Regions from separate parts of the Callithrix jacchus genome. Here region 2 is linked to region 1. Evidence: chromatin contacts called from public Hi-C data. All regions are on one chromosome and are shown on one strand. The core of a region is the stretch at or near the end of the contact, and the rest is flanking DNA. Distances in the headings are between cores, read along the strand shown.

Region 1 (2,927 bases), core at 335-2,834:
CTGAAATTCAGCTGCTCAGGAGACTGAGGTACAAGAATCACTAGAACCCGGGAGGTGGAATTTGTAGTGAGCAGAGATTGAGCCACTGCACTCCAGCCTGGGTGACAGAGCAAGGTCTCAAAAAAAAAAATCTTTTAAAAATACATTTTAATGCTTATTCTCTCCTCACCCGATGCTTCTGGCCTGGGATACCTGAAATGAAGTTGCTGGCAAAAAATAAAGAAAAACCCATATACTTGCTTTGCTCAAATGCTTCCTCCTCTAGGAAATTATCCATTCAATTCAGTTTAAGAGAAATTTACTCTGTGAGCCAGGTACTGGAAACTGGTAGAGCACGAGGTCAGATCTGCAGGCCTGCATTATTTGGCTTGGGTACCACTGTGTACATTTTTGAACGTCACATGCAAAAAAATTCAGATTATCTGACACCACTTGGAACATCAGATCTGGCCACACTGCTCTTGCATGGAAACAAATCAGCTGTCTCTGTGCATTGATTTCACCCTTGAGAATGCTCATGGACTCCCTTTTTTTTATTTTTTATTTTATTTTATTTTTTATATTTTCTCTTTTTGTTTTTGTTTTGCTCATGGACTCTCTAGTTTGCTCTTTTACCCATACTGCCTTGCACCTGGCATGCTTTCCTCGTTTACATGACTTACTTGGCTTCTGCAGAATTTTTTAGTTTGCTCTTGTTGTTTTTAGCTATGTTTTAAAAAATCTTTGTCTTATCTCACAAGCTGAATGTATTAGATAATGAGTAAATCATTTCCCTTTGAGCTAATAAGGCTGAGTCAGTATGATAGCACAAAGGCATTAGGCTGGATAGGCCTATCCCTCCCTGACAAATGCGTGATATTCTTTCATCTTCAAAAATGTTGTGGTCTGCTCACTCCTACCATCTCAAAGGAGTATTTGTACTTTTCACTGAGATAAAATCCCATTTGCAGCAACTGTTTAATTCACCGAGGCCAGCTGCATTTTATATCATATCCAAGCTTCTGTGCCAATCACACAAGATAACTATTTTAACATTCAGTTTCACTTCAGACTTACTCATGTTTATCTGGACTGCTCCCATCCAGTTGACTAAAGCCATCGCTAGATTTTCCTTCAGAAAGACTTCAGTATAATAATATGGGCAGCTTTAGTTCATCAAAAGACTCCACGACACATTAGGGTTGTTATGATTACAGAGTTGAAGTTTACAAACCCTTGAGCATTCATCTTCATCACTGGCCATTTCTTCTCTGCCACATTTATAAGATCTTCTTTCTCTTTAACCAGGTTCTCTAGATTCTTTTTGTAATTGTCTCCTCTTTCCTATCATGTAATAGGAAATTCCTCTTCTCTTGTCAGGTAATCTAGAACAATCCCTAAATCTTCCTTTCCCTTTAGATCATTCAGGGTTTTCTTAGCATATTCAATCTGTCCCCAAACCAAACTGCTCATTTTTAGGCCTAGGGGTTGTTTCTGGTTCCCAGTTTTCTGTCTTATCTCCATTCTGTCACGCATTTAGGTCTAAAACTCCGGGGTTATCTTCAGCTCCTTTTTTTCCTTCCACCCCTCCTCCCCATTTTTGGGGCTTCCGATAAACCAGGATGATCTGTAAGAGCCAAGGCCAAACATAGATCTAGCTTTGGAAATGTTGTTATTCTTATAAAGGGAACCTCCACAGGAAAAAAGCAATGTAACATTTCAAGCTTATCCCACAGGAGCACATATAATCCAGGAATTATATAAACCAGAATTGCTTGCCCTTAATATGTAGTGGGAAAAAATATTTTTTGTATTCTTTTCTAAAGTCCATATAGTGATTCTCAAATGTTATTGTGGATCAAAATCACCTAAAGGGTTAAATACAGATTACTGAGCCCACCGACGGAGTCTCTGATTCAGTAGGTCATGTGTGGGACCTAAGAATTTGCATTTCTGACAAATTCCCTGGTAATGCTGCTGCTGCTCATTCCAGGACCACATTTGATAACCACGACTCTGTGATATCCCTGGTAAACTGTGTCTGCTGCTGTGTTCCCTGAAGGGCCTTGCTTTCCTCCATAGCGCCCTTTGCCTCAAATTACCTTTTCTTCAATCTCTATCTGTTAGAATCTATCCATTTTCCAAGGCTTGACTCAAATGCTATTTCTTATACACAACAAAACATCAGGAGTGCTCTGCCTGTGTATTTCCATTACCCTTTGGCCACACCTCTTTCATAGCACCTCCCACATTCTTCTCCAGGTTCACAGCCCTTCTGCTCACAGTGTTCTCTCCTACAGGATTCTGAGTTCTTCAAAGCAGGTCTTGCACATCTCTATCCTGGACTCCCACTGAGGTGGTCCAGAGTAGGATCTTAATACAGGCATGCCAAATTAAACAGCCTGTGCTGAAACCAATCTTCTTACCCTGCTCTGCCTCCCAGCCTCTGAGTGTATGCGTATGTGAGCCCTGTGTAATGCTACACACACACACACACACACACACACACTGGCACACTAAACATACTTTCTTCAGAAGCTAACAAGTGAAGGGAAAAAAGGCTCCCTAACAAGTTGATACTCTTTGTTTTATATTTTTATAACATACCTAGCTATTTTTATGATTTCTATCTTTTGTATTCTGCCTAGAAATGGCTTCTTCAAAAACAAAATGTGTGCTTTGCTTTTCTTGCAGCTTTGAGAGTTTTTGGTTTTCTAAAAATATTTGATATGGATAAATTAAAGGGTTAATTTTTAAAGTAGAAAGCAAAAAGGCTATTTTATTAATTCTTTTTTTTAATTAATTTTTTAAAAATTAATAAGGATATCCAGGACTTCAACTCAGATCTGGAACAAGTAAACTCAATAAATATTTATAGAGTTCTCCATTTTAAATACACAAAATATTGATCGGCCATTATTAATACCCATTTTTAGAATGAAGCAATA
Region 2 (2,700 bases), core at 54-2,553, 200 kb before region 1:
AAGCCAGTGCAAAAGTCCTGAGGTGGGGCTGAGCCTGACTTTTGTGATTTGTTTGTTTTTTTTTTTGAGAAAGAAAAAACAAGACTGGGCACAGTGGCTCATACCCATAATCCCAGCACTTTGGGAGGCTGAGACAGTCAGCTCACTTAAGGCCAGGAATTCTAGACCAGAGTGGGCAACATGGTGAAATGCCATCTCTAGTAAAAATACAAACAAAAAAATTAAGGGGGCATGGTGGTTCACTGGAGTCCCAGCTCCTCGGGAGGCTTAGGTGGGAGGATTGCCTGAGGCCAGGAGGTGGAGGTTTCAGTGAATGGTGATCTCACCACTGCACTCTAGCCCGAGCGACAGAGTGAAAACCTGTCCCAAACAAAAATAAAGCAAGTGTGATGAGAGTACAGAGATTAAAAGTGAAAGTGGTACAGGATAAGGATTGAGAGGGAGGTAGGAGCAGGTGTCAGAGAATCTTGATAGCTAGCTGTGTGACCTTAGACCAGTTACTTAACATCTCTGACACTCAAGTTTTCTCATCTGTATGCTGGATGTAATAGTGTCTTATATAGTATGTACTACATAGGGCACCTATGAATAGGGTACTAGTATTCAACACTATTAAATCAGGTAAGGTATGCAGAGCATCTCCATGGCACAGGCCCACAATAAAAGGGAGCTATCAGCCAGGTGTGTTGGTTAATGCCTGTAATCCCAGCACTTTGGGAGGCTGAGGTAGGCGGATCACTTGAGCCCAGGAGTTTGACCCCAGCCTGAACAACATGGCGAAACCCAGTCTCTACCAAAAACACAAAAATAAGCTGGGCGTGGTGGTGGACACCTGTATTCCCAGCTACTTGGGAGGCTGAGGCAAGAGAATCCAGCCTGGGCTACAGAGCGATACCCTGTCTCAAAAAAAAAAAAAAAATGAAAAAGGTCGGGGGAGCTATCATCCAATGTGTTGCAATAAGAAAGAGTTAAGGAAACTGAAGGAGGACTGGAGTAGGTGTCACACACAGAGGAGTAACTAAAATTGGATCTTGCAGGTCAGGTAGACTTTAAATAGATTGGAGGGGTGGTGGGAGGTGACATTCTAGGCATGAGTTATTTTACGGGCAAATGCATGAACATGGCAGTGAACAAGGTGCATTTTCCCAATGATGAAGACATTGGCCTGATCATGGGGACAAGATCATGGGTGAGCCTTGTTAGTCACACCGTAGAGGAGGCACACCCAGGCCATGGAAAGATGTTAGATGGAGGAGGAATGTGGCTTATGACTGCAGTGTCAGAGGTCCCTTGGGCTGCAAGGTTTGTGGCAGACTGGAAAAGAGGGTCCTGGCCACATGAAAGTCTTCAGGAAAAGCTCCAAGTTCAGTTGAACATAAACCAGACGGTGCATAAGTCAGGGGTTCAGACTGTAGGACCTTCTCTTCAGAAAAAAAAAAAAAAGGAAAAATAGGCTGGGTGCAGTGGCTCACACCTGTAATCTCCAAACTTTAGAGGCCAAGGCGGGGGGAATCACCTGAGGTCAGGAGTTCAAGACCAGCCTGGGCAACATGGCAAAACCCTATCTGTACTAAAAATACAAAAATTAGCCGAGCATGGTGGCAGTCACCCATAATCCCAGCTACTCAGGCAGCTGAGGCACGAGGGTCACTTGAACCCTGGAGGTGGAGGTTGCGGTGAGCCGAAATTGTGCCACTGCACTCCATTCTGGACAACAAAGCGAGACTCTGTCTCAAAGAAAGGAAAAGGAATGATAGGAATGACTTCCTTCAATGATTTGGGCCACCCTCCTTGTTGAGCCCTGAGATTTTTCTCAAAACTACACTGTGAGAAGAATCCTCACACAGCCCCTTTCCCAGTTATCTCCTTTAGCTGGTCAAAAGGAGGTAACTATAGTTCTAATCTTTCCCCAAGAACCCCGGCTCCAAAGTGTCCTCTGTGCACTCCCTGCAAGTGACGGCAGAGTCTCTTTTTGAATTATGACCAGTTCGGGGAGGCACCTCCTGGCTCTAGTTGTGTTTATTTTCAGAAGAAGTTTGAGTGGGGCTGTTGAGGGGGTGGAAGTTGGCCATTTCCACCTTTCTGTGGAGCGGGTCTGGAAAATTGCTTATGTCCAAGGGTGTCTCCTTGCAATGTCTTGGTCATAGGCCTAGTTCTTTTTCTTTGTCTGGTAAATATTTTTGGAAAGCATTTTCTTTCAGCACTCCCTCCTCCCTCTTTTCACCCCCGGAAAACCACTGAGTGAGAGCCCTCCCAGGATGCCGTCTGAGTTGCATTTTCCAGCCTAGATGCCACGTGCATCTTTTGCCTTTGGTGAACTTTAAACAGAAGAACACAAAGCTGAAAGGAACATTTTGCCAATGAAAGTGGCTACTGTCTACAACTCATCGACAGACCAAGAGGAGAAATAGCTGGCAGTTACGTAATAAAAGCAGTGATGGTGACCAACCAGAACAGATTCAAGGTCAAGTTACCAGGAGAGGGAGAGATAAAGTTCCTGAGATTATACGTGTTAGTGCCTTTGGCAGCTCTGTGTGCAGAGTGAGTCTTTTACCCCTAGAGGGCAGTCACGGCCCTCCTGAGGCACCAGCCCTTCAGGTCACCATAATGGTTCCCATCTCTTTGCTAAATAAGCTTTGTTTACCAAGAAATAACAAATAGCCTTTACAACATGACTGTGACTTTTGATCACTGTCCCTT

What was found. Hi-C and Micro-C count contacts between places; a contact is called where the count stands out from the background.
Region 2: a contact with region 1 is called in a Hi-C map of skeletal muscle, with 12 times the contacts expected there. The contact joins two enhancer-like sites. A contact is called at or near these places in 3 of 3 Hi-C or Micro-C datasets (induced pluripotent stem cells and skeletal muscle).

What each region holds. Positions count from the first base shown.
Region 1 is chr15:50,928,303-50,931,229 of calJac240_pri, reverse strand. All of the region lies in intron 4 of LMOD3 (leiomodin 3), which reads left to right. Among named protein-coding and RNA genes, the nearest start is that of ARL6IP5, 27 kb to the right of the region's middle. Within about 2 kb of position 1,584, at least 6 of the 16 cell types and tissues checked have an H3K27ac peak or open chromatin away from gene starts, as enhancers often do. A contact at or near this core is called in skeletal muscle, where this site is marked.
Region 2 is chr15:51,126,319-51,129,018 of calJac240_pri, reverse strand. The region is part of intron 4 of FRMD4B (FERM domain containing 4B); the gene reads left to right. Among named protein-coding and RNA genes, the nearest start is that of LMOD3, 150 kb to the right of the region's middle. Within about 2 kb of position 1,303, at least 5 of the 16 cell types and tissues checked have an H3K27ac peak or open chromatin away from gene starts, as enhancers often do. A contact at or near this core is called in skeletal muscle, where this site is marked.